3 separate regions of the Mus musculus genome follow, and all the other regions are linked to region 1. The links are chromatin contacts, called in public promoter capture Hi-C maps. All regions are on one chromosome and are shown on one strand. The core of a region is the stretch at or near the end of the contact, and the rest is flanking DNA. Distances in the headings are between cores, read along the strand shown.

Evidence for each region. Promoter capture Hi-C pulls out the DNA fragments that hold promoters and counts their contacts.
Region 2: a promoter capture Hi-C map of hippocampal neurons shows a contact between it and region 1, with 4 times the contacts expected there. The contact joins the promoter of Filip1 here to the promoter of Slc17a5 in region 1. A contact is called at or near these places in 1 of 39 promoter capture datasets (hippocampal neurons) and 2 of 115 datasets of contacts at active chromatin or transcription factors (cardiomyocytes and extraembryonic endoderm stem cells).
Region 3: a promoter capture Hi-C map of pre-B cells shows a contact between it and region 1, with 7 times the contacts expected there. The contact joins the promoter of Col12a1 here to the promoter of Slc17a5 in region 1. A contact is called at or near these places in 7 of 39 promoter capture datasets (the 3T3-L1 cell line, embryonic stem cells, liver and 2 more), 2 of 15 datasets of contacts at CTCF or cohesin (large pre-B cells and pro-B cells), 10 of 484 Hi-C or Micro-C datasets (the N1E-115 cell line, cerebellar granule neurons, cerebral cortex and 5 more), 9 of 115 datasets of contacts at active chromatin or transcription factors (embryonic forebrain, embryonic limb bud, embryonic stem cells and 5 more) and 1 of 9 other capture datasets (adipose tissue).

The regions. Positions count from the first base shown.
Region 1 is chr9:78,585,595-78,590,755 of GRCm38.p6, reverse strand. It overlaps Slc17a5 (solute carrier family 17 (anion/sugar transporter), member 5), which reads left to right and starts at 2,711. Exons shown (of 11, transcript NM_172773.3): 1 at 2,711-2,882. The coding sequence starts at 2,789.
Region 2 is chr9:79,975,145-79,980,305 of GRCm38.p6, reverse strand. It overlaps Filip1 (filamin A interacting protein 1), which reads left to right and starts at 2,424. Exons shown (of 6, transcript NM_001081243.2): 1 at 2,424-2,850.
Region 3 is chr9:79,716,318-79,721,478 of GRCm38.p6, reverse strand. Col12a1 (collagen, type XII, alpha 1) reads left to right here and starts at 2,757. Exons shown (of 66, transcript NM_001290308.1): 1 at 2,757-3,060.

The DNA of each region.
Region 1 (5,161 bases), core at 1,462-3,961:
GTTTAATTACAAGGAAAACATTAGACAAACTCAGGTTGAGAGAATGTCCAGAAAAGCATCAGTATTCTATAAAACTGATGAGGTCAGCAAAAAGGAAGAACATCTGTGAGAGCCTAAGGAGATACAATAATGGAACTTAATATGTATCCTAAATAAACCCTGGAAGGGGGAGGAGGGTACAGGGAGGAAGACAGGTAAAAGGGAAAGAAGTCCAAATAAAGTATGATGCTCATTAAGTACCAAAATGCTTCCATAGCTGAAATAAATGTGTCATACTCTCTTAGATCTTGAAAAGGGGTCAAAGTTGGCACACTGTATAGAGAGCTTGTCAGGAGCCAGTGCTTATAGGCCAGGGCAGATCCATAACCCACATTGTCTGTCATCTATAGCAACCTGAGCTCTCAATCAGATAAACCCAGGATCTTGACTTCACTGCAGAAAAGAATTTCAGCATAGCCAGGATGGACAGGGCCCACATTTATTTTGAAAAGACTGTAAGCAAGATTTAAGCATTGCCATTAGGGAGAATGACTGGTGTTTGGGAAAAGAATAATACTCACCAAAGAAGTGTATTAGCAAAGGTGTGGTGTTCTCAAAGCTAAGTGAGAATTGCACCCAAGTGTCTCAGCAGCTACTATATATATGATTTTGGTGGCCTTTAAGTAACAGCTTAAAGTGTTGTTAAGAATCGCCCCACATACACACACACAAGCAGGGCAGGATTGATACTTGCCTTTAATCCCTGCACTGGGGTGACAGAGGCAGTCCTGGTCTACATAGTGAGTTCCAGAACAGCTAGGGCCTCACAGTGAAACCCTGTCTCACCACACACACACACACACACACACACACACACACACACACACACCCTTCAGTAAATGATGACAGGGTGCCTGTCAGTGCCGTGGATAAGACTGCCAGCTGATCCAGTAAAACCATGGATCATAAAGTTGCACAAGAGTGTACCCTAAGTGGGGCTTCTTGTCAAAGTCTTAGAAATCTCCCCAGGTTTACAAGTCTGGGAAAGGAGAAAGGTCATTCTGGAAGGATGCTTGGGCCTTACATATGGTCCTTCACAGCAAATCATGTTAATTGTGCAGAAATTCTTAGCTCAGCTGGCAGGATATGTCCCCCAGACCCGGGAGTGAGGGACTCCTTTCCCATGTCCCCACAAAGCCAGCCTTCCTATCCTACCTCGAACTCTGCGTACTGACTTTGCAACTTTTCTGTAACCTGAACCTTCTCAGGTAATAAGTGTACTTAAACATGGTGCTGCTGATTTCAAACTCCCCAAGGCTGTTGGAATCTGATTCCCTATGTTGGAAGATTCCCTTGGCTGTCCCTGCCAAAAAGGATGATCTTAGCAATAAAGGAGAGGAGATACAGTGTTGAACAAACCTATTGGCTCACACAGGATAGCAGAGGTGCAGAAAGATGAGAACCCCGAGGCTAATGAAATCTGAAGCCGTCTGTTGGAGGAGTTCAGGGGTGGGGGGGTGGGTACAAGGGGATGAGTTAGGGAAGCTGGGTTTGTTTGTTTGTTTGTTTTTGTTTTTTTGAGACAGGGTTTCTCTGTGTAGCCCTGGCTGTCCTAGAACTCACTCTGTAGACCAGGCTGGCCTCGAACTCAGAAATCTGCCTGCCTCTGCCTCCCGAGTGCTGGGATTAAAGGTGTCGCCACCACGCCCGGCTTGAAGCTGATCTTTTTGTTCTAATCAAACCTTCAAACAAATTGAAATCCACTCACATGGAGGACAAGCAAACTGACACATCAAATTAACCACACCAGAAGTGCTGTTTGTACATACATTTTATAAGAATTTGCCAGGCGGGTATGCACAAACTCAAGGGCTTTATCTCTACAGCTGTCTTTTTGAAAACTTGCCCATCAGCATTTACTGGCCCAAGAGTTAGGGATATCTTTAGTAAATCTCAGTCAGCCCTTCTTCTAGACAGGGGCCTCACCTGACTTTCTGAGCCTCTGCTCTTCCTTGGTCTGCGTGGAAATCTCTAAGGGCGTCTACCACATCTGTCTTTTCCATCGGTCTGCAGATATGGCTTTTATTACTCAGAGGCCCGATGGCCCCACCAAGGCTGACTGAAGCATTTTCCTAGTTCCTCTTTCTTAGAGTCAGCAGTAGGGAAAATCTGTCCAAATTAGATTTACAGAGAAAACTCCCCCACGCTCATACATCACGTGGCCTGCCCGCTGGGGATGTAGGTCAATGGTATGTATCAGCGTTAGTCTAATATGTGTGAGGCCCTGGGTACAATCAACAGTATCTTCCTAAAGAGAAAAGGCAGCTGCCTACATTGGGGTTCACCTCTGAAACAGTCAATTTCGTCGGACAAAACATGATTTCCTTTGCTACTTTTCAAAAGCCATATGCTGTCACAAAACGGACAAAGACTGAAAACTATTATAGACATTTAGAAGGCAAATAGTCCCTGCCCATTTCCCTAGCTCCCTATCACTGCGAGATGCAAACCCCATCGCCGCCTTCAGGCTGTCCAATGCCCGGGCTTTTACTAGTGTAACAGAGTCCTGGGCTCCCTACCGCTGGTGACACACATCTTGCACAGCGCAAACGCCACGCCCAACCCAACCCTGCCCACAGCGGGAAATTGCCCGAAACTAAAATGGCGCCTTAGGAACAGGCAACCAGATATGGGCGTGTCCTGGGGCGGGGCAATATCCTGCCCCGCCCAGCCAGCACGGCGAAGGGCTGTCCTGCCGAGAGCTAGGTTGGCCAAGCAACGACGCCGGCACATCTGCTCTCCAGGCGTTATGAGGCCCCTGCTTCGGGGTCCGGCGGGAAACGACGATGAGGAGAGCTCGGACAGCACCCCGCTCCTGCCGGGCGCCCGGCAGACCGAAGCGGGTGAGCTGCGGGACCACCGAGTGATTGCTAGTGGCAGCGTTCCTGGCGGGCGGGTGGTTCCCGGCCGTGGGCGCCTTGAAGGAGTGGCTGCGGGGTCGGGGGGACAGGTAGCCGCTGTAGTGCTGTGGGTCGGGACGGAGGTGCCTGTGGCGCTGGCGGGACTGAAGCAATTCAGGGTCGGAGGGGTACCCGATCCGAGTCAATAAGCAAAGGGGCCAAAGTGCTTCTTGCTCCCCTCCAGCGGCCGCCAGGTTTCCGCTTATGCCGGCCTGTAAACATGTGATCTGGTAGCGCCTTGTTGGGGAGGAGAGACAAAAACAAAACAACAACAAAGAAGAGTTAACAGCTGTTGAGTGTGCGGGGGACAGTTGCATAATCCCGCGAATATCTTGTGCTGTAAGACACCAAAATATTGCAGACATTTCTATTTTTTCCTTGTCTATCAGACTGCAATTTAAGTTAGGAAACAGGTTATTCTCAAGATAAGATATCTTTAGCACTCTAAGACAATATGCCGTACTAGAGGTCTTGCAGGTGCTACTTCAAAAAGCATCTTCATTGCGGGGGGGGGGGGGGGGGGCGCATGTTGCACAGAGGTATAGTCCTTGCCTGACAAGGTTCTAGTCTCCATACCCACCATCCCCCAAAACACAAGTATGTGTCTTCACTGGATTTCGCTACACTTTTGTAATGTAGCTTCCTGAAGCTACAGAAAACTAAAGGACAAATCGGCTTGGACACATTCAAGGATATAGGTGTGAGAAAGAATTGAACTGGAAATTTGCCTTTGTTGGCCCGGAACAGTCTTCTGTCGGTATGTCTTTTGTTGACATTACCAAAGAATTCTTTCGTAACTGTTTTAACCATCCTTCCCACTTGTGTGGGTAACTACCCTACTTTCTGACTTTATTCAGACTACTTCTGTTGGCTTTTGGGTGATCTGTTTTGGTTTTGTTTTTATTTTTAGAATAGTTTGTTAGGGAACTGGAAAGATGGCTCAGCAGTTAGAGCACTGGTTGCTCTTCCAGGGGACGAGGGTTCAGTTCCCAGCACCCACATGGAAGCTTACAACCATCCATAACTCCAGCTCAAGAGAGCCAACACCCTCCCTACTCAGACACACCTGTGGTACACAGACATACATACAGGCAAACATTCGTACATAGAACAGATTTTTTTTTTAAAATCTAAAATAGAATGTTTTATTTTGAAAAGTGTAAGGCATCAGTAGGTCAAACCTAGGACTTGCATTTTTTTGGTTGGTTGCTTGGTTTTCTTTGAGACAGGGTCTCATGTAGCCCCAGCTGGCCTCTATTTTGTAGCTGCAGGTGACTTAGTTCTCCTGACCTTCCTGCCTCCACCTCCTGAATGCGTGGTAAGCAAGCATTCTGTCCACTGATTCACACCTCCTGCCCCCTTGGCTTCCCTCTTGGGTTAGAATCGAAGTTTGACACTTTGCCACTGCTCTGGATTCCCTGTCCCTGTCCTCCGTCATCACATCCTCCTTGGTGCCACAGACACGTGGCACCGGAAGTTGCACGCAAGGCCGATTGCTCCGCCAGTTTGGTAGGGATATCTACCTTCCCGGCCGTCCTGTCTGTTCCACTAGGAGCCTCGTGCCCCACAAAGCTTAATTTCCCACAAATGAGAAATACACTTCTTAACACGTGAGCTCGATCTCCAGGATCCAGAGAAGGCAGTGATAGCAATTCAGTTCCTGAAGTTTCTGTGTGCTGAGTAGTGTTCTGTGTACTTTGCGGTTCATCTTCATCGTTCTGTAACAGGAGCTCAATACAGTAAGCGCTCGACGGTAATGTGAACTATTTGTTAGTAAACCAGCTCGGGGGAAGGAAGGTCCTATGTTCTCCCTGTGCCTCTCTCACATCCCTACTTCTGCAGGCCCTGGTCCTGCTTTTGCTAGAATGGCTGTGCTCACACCCACCCCACCCCCGCAGCTACCTGGCAACTTCTGCCCGTTGAGGAAGCCTCTGTTAAATATCCCTCTTCCAAAAAAGACCTTTCCTGGCTCGTCTCCCGAGATTCTCAGGCCTCCTTTCTCCCTTACATAGGTACGTAGCACTTTATTTGATTAGAAATGCTTTCTCAGAGCCAGCCAATGATGGCACTCGCCTCTCATCCCAGAACTTGGAAAGCAGAGGCAGGCGGATTGCTGAGTTCAGGACCAGCCTGGCCTAGAGCAAGAGTTCCAGGATAGACAAGGCTACACAGAGAGACCCTGTCTTGAACCCCCTCCCCCAAGCAAACAAACAAACAAACAA
Region 2 (5,161 bases), core at 1,175-3,674, 1.4 Mb before region 1:
ACTCAGAGTTGGACACTAAATATCAACAGGGTAGAATCTGTATGGAAAACTGAACATGAATGAAACCTCTCTAGTCCTGTATGTTGTCAAGGTAAACATATCAGTTAGTCACCAGTGTATTGGAGAACATAAAAAAATTTCATGTTTGAAAATCACTGAATCACTATGATTTTTAAAATAAACAAGGGGGGAGATTGGGTCTTAGAAATGGATCTAGAGATAGTCTGCTGACAGCTCCTTCATTTACTTGCTTTTTCTCCAAATGATAGCAATCTGCGAAAAACGTCTTCCTCGTGACTCATTCTCGAAGTTGGGAAATTAAGCTCACTCTTCAAGAGGTTCCCAGAGTGCTCCCACTTAAGACTGTGGGAAAGGATGCAGCTGAGCAGTCACGTATGAGCACTGTGTGCCGAAAGTCAGGTCCTCATCGACTGTGCACAAATCACAAATTTCTAGTATTTTTTAATGGCACTGCTCCCTCTGTGGGTTATGTAGGAAATACTTTAGTCTGAATAATTGTTCCTGAGGGGAAAGTCTTCAAAATGAATTAATGGTACACACACACACACACACACACACACACACACACACACACACACAGAGAGAGAGAGAGCCTATGAGCATGTACTGTATGCAGAATACTAATCAGTTGTGCTTGTGTGCCTAGTGTAATTAAGTTTAGTCAGCTGGGTGTGGTGGCTCACTTCTCCCTCCAGCACACAGGAGCTCAGGAGGCAGAGGCAGGCAGAGCTCTGTGAGTCAGAGACCATCCTGGTCTACACATCCAGGACAGTCAGCACTACAAAGACCCTGCCTGTCTCAGGAGAAAAAAACAAAAGAACATAGTTTGAAGGTGGCAACAGTATCTGATTATAAGTCACATCCTGCATGCTTTGGCTTACTGCCACATTGTTTAGCACTAATAGCAATAGTGGTCAGTTAATCCAAAAACTAAGGTAAATAATAACAGCAGGGGATTCGCTTTCCATACTACAAAACGAAACAAATCCAAAAGCTCTTTATGGATATTTGTGGAGGAAATAGCCCCATTATTCTTTCGCTGGAATGTTCTAGGCTCTTACAGGAAGGCACACAACAACAACAACAACAACCATTGCTCTCCTGATGGTTCTGAATCATCTATAGCCTGGTCTCATAATTCCCACCTATATCAGAATTTACTTTTAGGGACCGTGAATAGGCAATCCATTGTAGGGACTGTGAATAGGCAATCCATTGTAGGGACTGTGAATGAAGTATCGATTATTGTTCTAGAAGATACAGCTACTTTCACACAAAAGCTTAACTGCAGTTTCTCCCTTTAAACATTTTATTTATTTATTGTCAATGTATGTATATGCTATGTGGGCGTGTGTGCCAGGGCACAAATGTAGAGGTCAGAGGGCAACTTTGTATATTCCTGCCATCTTTCTGTGGTTACCCGTCCAGCGTTCATGGTTTACCTGTTGAGCCATCTCACCCGTGTGCGTGCTCCCTCCCCCACTTCTCCTTCCTTCTCCCTCCCCTTTACTTAACGGTTACTTCAGACCTAGAAAAACTGAGCCTGAACATGTAAAATTTAAAAAGGATATTGTTGAGAGCTTTGTCAGGGCAATATTCGAGGAAGGTTCTGAGGCAGCCCTGAACACTATTAATTTCCTGTGTGTACATAGTAAATCAGAGCATTAAGCACACATATTTTATAGATCTTAAACCTGGGAGGCTCGTACTTTTCTATGCTACAGAATGAAGTAGCAGAAACATCTTGAGACTTGAAGTTCAGGTTGGCGGTGTTTGCTCACTGGCTTTGGAAGATGGAGGGTTAATGGTGACTCAGGCTTGTCAACCACTAGTGAGAGGTCTCCAGTCCTGGTGTTTCTGGGGTGTTTGCCATGTGCTGCTTTGAATGAATGGCTTGAGTGGAAATAGTAAGAGTTTCCTTCCTGCCTTGACTTTCATATTCCTAGCGCTGTCGACATTCCTGTACGGTAGCCTTATTTGAAAAACACTCATATATACAGCAGGACACATCTTTTAAGAGTAAGGGATCAAGCTATAAATATAACTCTCCAATGATGAAAGCTGTTTGGAAATGATCTCTTACTGTGATTTTTCTCAACCGTTGCAGCACACTATTAATGCATTAAAAAAAAAAAAACAACACTTATCTAAGAGTCTGAGAAGACTATTGCCTTGGGAAATTGCTCTGCCCAAGACAACTGCCGCTCTGTTTCTTCTCAGATTTAAAAAGCCAAGTCCCACTTCGCAGTCTGCAAACAGTAATTACCTCTGTGAAATGAGCAGAGGTCCTTAAAAGGGTCTGCCGGCTTCCCCGGGATCTTTGCGGGGTGAGCGGGGATGTGGGGCTGATAACCCAGCTGCCTAGGAACTGAGCAGGGCCGGCTGCAAACTTCTCAGCTGTTGACAGGCTGGCCTCGCTGAGAACACTGGTTAAATATAGCACGCGCAGCTCAGCGCCCCAACAAAGTCACTGCGCTGACAGTGTGCGGGGAACAGCAGAGGAGAAACCTAATCTCAGAACCCAACAACACCTAGCAACAGTTGAAAAAACTTTGAAACAAAAGTCCGGGTGGGAGATAGGCGACTTCCAATTCCTGCTGATCCTGACTGAAGGAGAAGCTGCAGCTACTCTGTCCGTTTCCTGTATGACTTCAGCTACTGGCTAGTCCCAGCAGAGTGGGAAAAGCGGTTTTTTTTCCCCCTCAGTCTTCTTTTGGGCTGGCTAGTTTTTCAGGACTCAGTCTTGGACTGTGGGACAAGCCACTGGGTTCTTCAAGGGATAAACCAGCGGAGAAAGAACACACCTTTGGTTAAAGGAGACGACAACAGGTAAGTCCCCCCTCCCTTGCCCCCCAAGTAGCTACTTACTGTTAAGAAATTTCTTTCCACAAGAAGAAGGTTCGCTCCAATTCTGCTTTGTCTCTTGCTTGGTCTCTGCACGTGTAGGAATTATTAGAATCAGTGTGAATTATTAAAAAAAAAAAAAATCAAAACCTTTTTCTCTTTCTCAGAGTCATACCGATTCCCTTTTAAAGACAACATTTTGTGATATCTTCATAGTCATCAAGCTAGCCCTGCTGAGTTATTCATGTTCGTGCAGGTGATAGAAATATGACGAAAGTACAACCAGGGTCGCTAGCTAAGGCATGGAAGGGACATTTTCCCAGGGACAAAATAGCTATTATTTACTGAAACTAGCTAAGCTGCTTGTGAGGTAACTGAGGAAAGTCCTGTATGCTGTCCCACGTTGCTGTGCTGTTGACCCGCTTCTTTGTGGGCTCGGTTTGCTGGGTTCTCTGATTGCACCGGGACACCTTGTGCTGGTTCTGACCTCATTTGCCTGCAGTTGCCCAAATGCATCTGACTCGCGCAAAATATGCCTGCTGCTGATTCACTGAGAATGTTGTGGTACTTAAACTAATTAAATTGAGTGATTGCCTTTGTGCAGATAATAGATTCTGCTTTAAGAAACTTAGAATTTTTTTTTAAGGAAAAAAAAACCTCAATCTTTTCATAAGCTGTGTGGGTGTGAGTAAGAGTGTATTTCCAGTTGTGTGAAGGAAGTTCTGGCATTCTCTGAGGGTATATTGTCTCCCCTTCCAGAAGGTGACATGCACTTTAATCAGAATTGCTTACACAGAACAATTTCATGTTAGTCTCCCAGCTTGTGGCTATAAACCACTGATACTGTCAGTATTGATTCCTGGTGGTGGGTAGTTGGGGCCAAATTTGCATAAGAGGATGGATTATTTCTTTAAATAATTCAGAGAGTTTGGATGAATAAACCCAAGAATAAGATCAAAGAAAATACTGAAGAACATTCTTTTTTTTAAATTAATTGTACACTGGACTTGGAAGCTCATGCGTGTGATCCAGTAATGGAAAGACTGAGGCAGGAAGATTGCTGTGAGTTCAAAGCTAACCTGAGTGAAATAGTAGCTACATAGTAAATTTTAGTCTAGCCTGGCTACAGAGTAACACTGCCTTTAAAGACCAAACAAAACAAAAAAACTTATTTGTGTCTATTTTGTCAATCTAAAAAAAAAAAAAAAAAGAATTTCCAGTGGCTGGAGAGATGGCTTAGCAGTTGAGCACTCTTCCCAATTCCCAGCACCCCCATGGTAGCTCACAACTGTCTCTACCTCCATTTCCAGGAGGATCCAATACCCTCACATTGACATACATGTAGGCAAAACACCAATGCACATAAAATAAAATTAAAAAAAAATCATTTTAAAAACTCTGAGCCTCCATAAACCAGTTTGGAAAAGAATCTTTTTGACAAATGATAATATGTGAGCCTTTTAAGCAGATGTTCCTATAGTCAAGTGATGATTAAAGAGTGTGTGTTAGGGAAAAGAAACAATGTTGTCATTTCAATGTGTATCATGCTACATAGTTCTGATTATGTGCTTAGTTGAATGAAGTTAACCCTATGTCACCAACACGCACATGATAGTGAGTGGGCGTGCTGGTAACCTCCAGGTTGGAGAGGAAACTTTTGCTGGAGATGAGATATCTTTGTCTTGAGAGATTTATATGAAGTCAGAAGTAGATGCTCTTAATCTTAGGAAGGGTTACATTCCTGGCTTCCACCTGCCTGTGGAAGGTTGGAATCTACATCAGTTTGAGGCACTTAGGACTCTCTGGCATCAGTGAGACACCTTTTAGATACCAGCACAGAGCTCCACCCTGCATGAAAGCCATGTCTGCTGAAGTGGAGTCTTGAGTATCATTAATTGTTTTGAAGGTTCTAAGTTTCCTCGTGAGAATTAAGAAATGCTAAGGTTTTCAACCACGTGGTTTCCTCCACGGTCTGAACAAAACATCAAGGTCTGTGAGTAAGGCATACATCCTCTGATTCATTTGAGTGCATGTTTGTGTGCTGTTTTGGAGTGTCCTCTCTTCCCTTCCCTCACAAGAGCGGTCGTACTCCACTGTTGTTCTCCTTAGCCTAGCTCTGTTACTGCTGCCCATGTTCAGCCTCATTACCATGGAAACCATGCTGCTGGTGACTGGGGGGGGGGTATCTCTCCACTTTGCTGTGCTTGTCTGTCTATGCATTGGGCATTCAGTGGACAACCAACTCCTTGTTGCTGCCAAACACCAAAGCTGGAGATTTTGAAAACCTATCATCACC
Region 3 (5,161 bases), core at 1,508-4,007, 1.1 Mb before region 1:
AGTGCCTTAACTTGACGCCAAGTCCTTGTCTGTATTCCCTTTCAATTATCAGTCCGAAAAACCAGGTGGCTGAATGACAGATTTTTTTTTCCTCCAATCGTTCCCAGCTCTCAAAATCCATAATTTTGATTCAGATTTCTAGTCATCCACTAGGTCGCGCTGTGTGACAAGAGATCTGTAGATCTTGAACCCCCGGGAACCCAGGACTCGAAGGGAGAAGAGGTGGGAACAGAAGAGAGGGAGAGAGAGGATAGGCCGATCCTGGGGATATGGCCACAGGAGTAAGACCCACAGGAAGCAACTAGACTCAATAAATACAACCAGCTGTGCTTCAGTCAGCAAAAACCCACCGCTTTACTGCAAACTTAACAGATTCCAAGGGGAGTTAAGAAACAAACGCACCTTTGACAGGCACCAGGTAGGAGGGGGGGTTCTAACATGTTTGTCCCCTTACTGGAGTCAAGCTTACAGGGCCCAGGAGACCAAACAATTCAGACTTTAGGCTGCGAGGATTTGAATTGCCCCATGGCCCCTTGCGAATAAGCGTGCTTGGATACATTTGTGACTGTCTCCTTCACCAGCAAGTCGCCCCCCCCCCCCCCGCCTCCCACCTAGAACCACTAAATCTTGTCCAGGGATTGTTTTTTAGAAGGCGATAAGGGCTTCTGTAGCTGTTGGTTTGCCTCACCCACCTTTCTTGCAGCATATCTTCCCCCCTCCCCCAGCCTCCCCGTTAAAAAGGACTTGAGCAAAAGGAGCCCCTGCCTGGGTGCCTGCCGCTCGCAGCTCTAGGCTGGAGAGGATGTTTGTGTCCAGAAGTCTTTTCCAATCGGTCTTCAGGCTGCAGACTGAGCAAGAGGAAGACAGGGATAGACACTCTCCACTTGTCCAGCTCTCCCTTTCTAGATAGGGAGTGTCATTGTGCTTGTGTGTGTGTGTCCTTCTATGGCTGGTGTAGTCCTTCACCTTCACAGTGGGGTGCTGGAACCATAGCCCTGGTCTGTCTTGTTGCCACCTTCCTTTACGTGTCTGGGGACCATACTGGACGCTTTTCCCTACATGTGCATGTCCTGCTGAAGAGCAGGCTTGGAAGCTGAGTTCCCTTCAGGCATGAAGAGGGGGCTCGCTGCTCCTGGGTGGCTCTGAGCATCACAGGGATGTAAAAGATCAGCTGTGTCGCATACATTGGTGTTTGCATCTTCCAGATGCGTTCACACCCTGGCTGGAGGGTCTAGGCAGACACCAGAACTGTGGAGACATGAGGGAAAAGCCTGCGCATTGTGTGGGCGCTTTGTGCAAGTTGCTCAGCGGCCTTTGAGTGGGCCCTGCGTGCTCCAAGAATGTGCAGAGGTGGTGGCCATTCTCATTTTTCTCGTTTCTTTTCTTCCAGGCTCCTCTCTTGCTCTGGTTAGCTCTGGCCAGAGGCCGCCCGTGCGTGGGGCAAGGCGCAAGGGAACTGGGAAAAAGCGTGCAGAGTTTTGGTCAATTCCAACACTAATGTGCCTAGAGCAGGGAAGTCAAATCTGCAGAGGTAAGATCAAGCATGGAAGAAAGGCTTAAGTCAGGTGTGCTCGCAACTTCTGCTACCAAGGGGCGGTCTACTCCAGGGTCTAGAGCCCTGTCCTGTTTCCAGTACCCACTAGCCCAACCCTGCTGAGGCGACGTCTCTGGGCTTCAAGGGGCGGGAAATTCGCGGAGCGAGTTCTGAGCTCACAAACGCGTGTAGGAATCCGTCTTCGAGCCCTTTCCGGATAACAACGTGTGACTACTGGACACTTCATCCCATGCGTCTTGTACAATTTGGCAACTTCAAGTGCCAGACTCCCACTGCGTCCAAGGGGTGGAGTGCCGGGAACCGGGGAGCTGCAGAAAAGAGCCCGTGTGCTGGCGGAGTATCCGGCTCCTAGTTGGCCTTCTCAGTAGCTCGCGCCTGCGTGCGAGCGTCCCCGAGCGAGCTCCTCTCCGTCCTTTTCACCTCTAGGAATTTTTTAGGGAAGAGCTGCCTGAAGCCCCAACGTGGGCCAGATTTTACTCTTAAACTGACAAGAAATTTCTAAGGAGAATAAAACTTGTTCTTAAGTGTCCCGTTGGGATGCCCCCGCCGCCCCCGCCCCCAGGTACCAATAACTTTCCTCTCCCTCCCTCCAGACTGAATCGAAGCCTCCCATCTCTATCCTGAAAAACTAGGTTAGACAGACAGGCCTGGGAAAGCCATCCTAGCCCTGAGCCGGGAGCAGGCAGGCGGCTGTCGGAGTTTTCAAAGTCGCGCCTTGGAGACTGGGAAAGACAGAGGCCCGCCGCGTGCACAGACAGTTAGTTAATGGAAAGCCTGTAAATCGGTTTTAAGTGCACCCAGGACAGAGGGGGAGGAAGGTGGACGTGGGGACGGTGGCGGCCGGAGATGCAATGGTGAGGGACAAAGGGGATGCCCATCCCGCTGCTCTGAAACGAAGATCCGTTCCCCACTTCTCCATTGTTCTTATTTTAGAAAAATAAACGTATTAAAGAAACTCGTTGGGTTAGGGAAACCCGAGCCCCCTAGCCCGCCCCAAGCGGAGGAGTCCGCGGCCTCCCTTGGCAGGGAACCCGGCTGCGGCTGTCCCCCTCTCTCCCTCCCTCCTCCCCGCCCCCGGAGGGGCATTGCTACTACGGCGATCGCCACCTCACGCCGAAGGAATGCTCGAAGTATGCACACGTTCCCAAAAGTAGACCTCCTTCACCGCCGAGGAGCATACATCACCCGTGGCAGCCTTCCACCTTCTCAGGCGTTTCGTAACCGAGTAAACTGAGAGCCGGGAACAGCCCTCTATTAAGTAGCCCGCGGCGCGGAGTCTCTTCCCAGTCGGCAAAGGCGGCCGCTGCAGACGCGTCCGCCCGCAGCTGCATTCAGTCCCCCTGCCTCCGCTCACTCTGCGCACTAGGCGCTGCTGCTGGGTGCTCCCATCGCCTTTTCCACACCGGCGGCCGCCAGGTGCTCCCGGAGCGCAGCGCCCTCCCAGGCCCGGGGGGTCCCACGCGCAGGCTGCTGGACGCCCGCTCCCTCTGTCACCTCCGGCTCAGGTCAGTCTGGCTTCTGTTCCCCACCCCAACCCCCACCCCTCGCGCCCTTTCCCAAAGATAACTGGGGAAAGTGGCTTCTTGCTTGCACCTTAACCCGGGGCTGGCAGAATGCCCAGCAGGGGCTGCTTGGCTTTGGAAGCGATTGATTAGTGTGCCCGAGATAGATCTGTGGCACAGGAGTTTGGCGGTTTCTTTGGAGTTTTGGAGGGAGAAGGAAAGGTGGCTTGCTTGTGTGCCAAGTGGGACTCAGTGTATCCATCTGTAGGGCAATGTCCTCTATAGTCTCTGTCGCTTTCAGTGAAGTGCACGGGCTGCATAGGTCGCTCTTTATAATCTGGTGGCTTTGCCAGGGACTCCAGGCTTGCAGCAGGGACTCAAGGCATTGCCAGAAAACGAAGTGAAGTACTGTACGCTCCGCGAAGAATTCCATGGAGGGCCAGTGGAAAGCGCTCCAGCTTGGGGAGACTAGGCGCTAGTGGCATCTCCAGATGCTCGGGGGAGCTGCCCTGGCTCCATCCTCCACTGCTTTCAAAGTGCTGCTGGGTTAGGCCAGCTCTCGCAGCTTCTGAGACTTCCTTTTTGGGTTCCTCCTGAATGCACTGGGATTAAGTTTTACCCAGGGTCAGTCAATGGGACCTTTGAGGAGGGTTCTCCTCCAGTCTTTGAGTGCACAGATCAGAGTGCGTGGAGTCAGTGCATTTGAGAGCAGTTGACAAATGGGACCTGCATCTGGCTTCCTCAGCCACCATCCCCTGACCAATTCAGATCTTTGGCATACACCTCCTCTCAGCTCCAAGGTTAGGGTCTTCTAAAGAATACTGGGGTAGGATTGGGGGAGGGGGGCGAAGAAACAAGTCTAAGCTCGTCCTTGGCTAGGTAGCCTTTATAGAAGACGTAGGTGACGCCTGGACTCTAGATGGGCCCACGAAACATTTGTGTGCCTGTGTGTGCGTTTGAAAAAAAAAGTTAAATTGAGAGAGTTAAGAAGTTGGCTCCTTCCAGCAAGGGGTGGGGGAGGGGCAAGTTGTCCGAAAGAGACCAGTTCCCATAGTGCCCCCACTCCGGGCAGTTGATTCATTTTCATTCATGAGGGGAAGTGAGGGAAATCCTACTGCCACGTAAGGGCTACCGCTTTCAGACATCTATGTCTGAGAATGCTCAATGAAGTGTTGCTAAGCACTCCGATAAATGTTTTGGCTAAGAAGGAGAGAGAAGTTTTTCTTTAAAACGTATACGAACGGAATTCTTGGCTGGCTGAGATGGCTGAGTTATTCATCAGATACCCCAAAGAGAAGTGATTCATTCTTGATGCTGAGACAGGAAGCCGATAGGTGGCGCACTAGACTAAGACTAGACTAACTCAAGTTTTTTGTTCACCCTTTTAACACCCCCCCCCCCCCCAAATACTGCACACCGATTTTTGTGGGTAGGTTACCACTCTTTAACTTTTCGTGAGCACAACTGCGGACTGCATTCTAAATTATCATATCAGCGTTATGGCCGGGTGACGACAACAATGAAGCATTTATGCTTTTTTAATCTTTACAAATTTTGACTAATGTAGGAAAGGGTTTGTTGTTAATTAGGGGGAGAAGACATTACTAAAACCCCTTAGATCCCAGAGCTGCGCCAAAATTTTAATATTGGCTTCATAAAAAGGAGCTCTGGGCAATTTGGCTTGCCTGCTCATCAGACATGTAAAATGCAATTTACACTCGGATGAGGAAAGCTGCCCTAACCCTCGTGCCAATGATTTGGAAAGGCAGGGTTGGAGACTGTCAGTTCCTTTTTTCTCAAGGAGAGCCCAACCTTTGGCTTATTTTTGAATTCCCAAACACAAATGGGGGAGTGCTCCCCGCTATTTGTCATGAGGCCTATGGTGTAGCCTTAAAGTTATGTGTGCACTTCTGAATCTCCTCGTTCTGTTTTTTGCATTTGGCCACAGACACCTTCCCAGTCCAGCTAATTGCTGGTAACTTTTGTTCCTGGATTGGATCATAGAATATACTAGGGCAGTCCTTTCTGCTGCTAAAACAGCTACTGTGTGTTGAGAAAGTAAAAAGGATGAGTGGAACTCTTTGCCGTTAAGGAAGAAATCTAT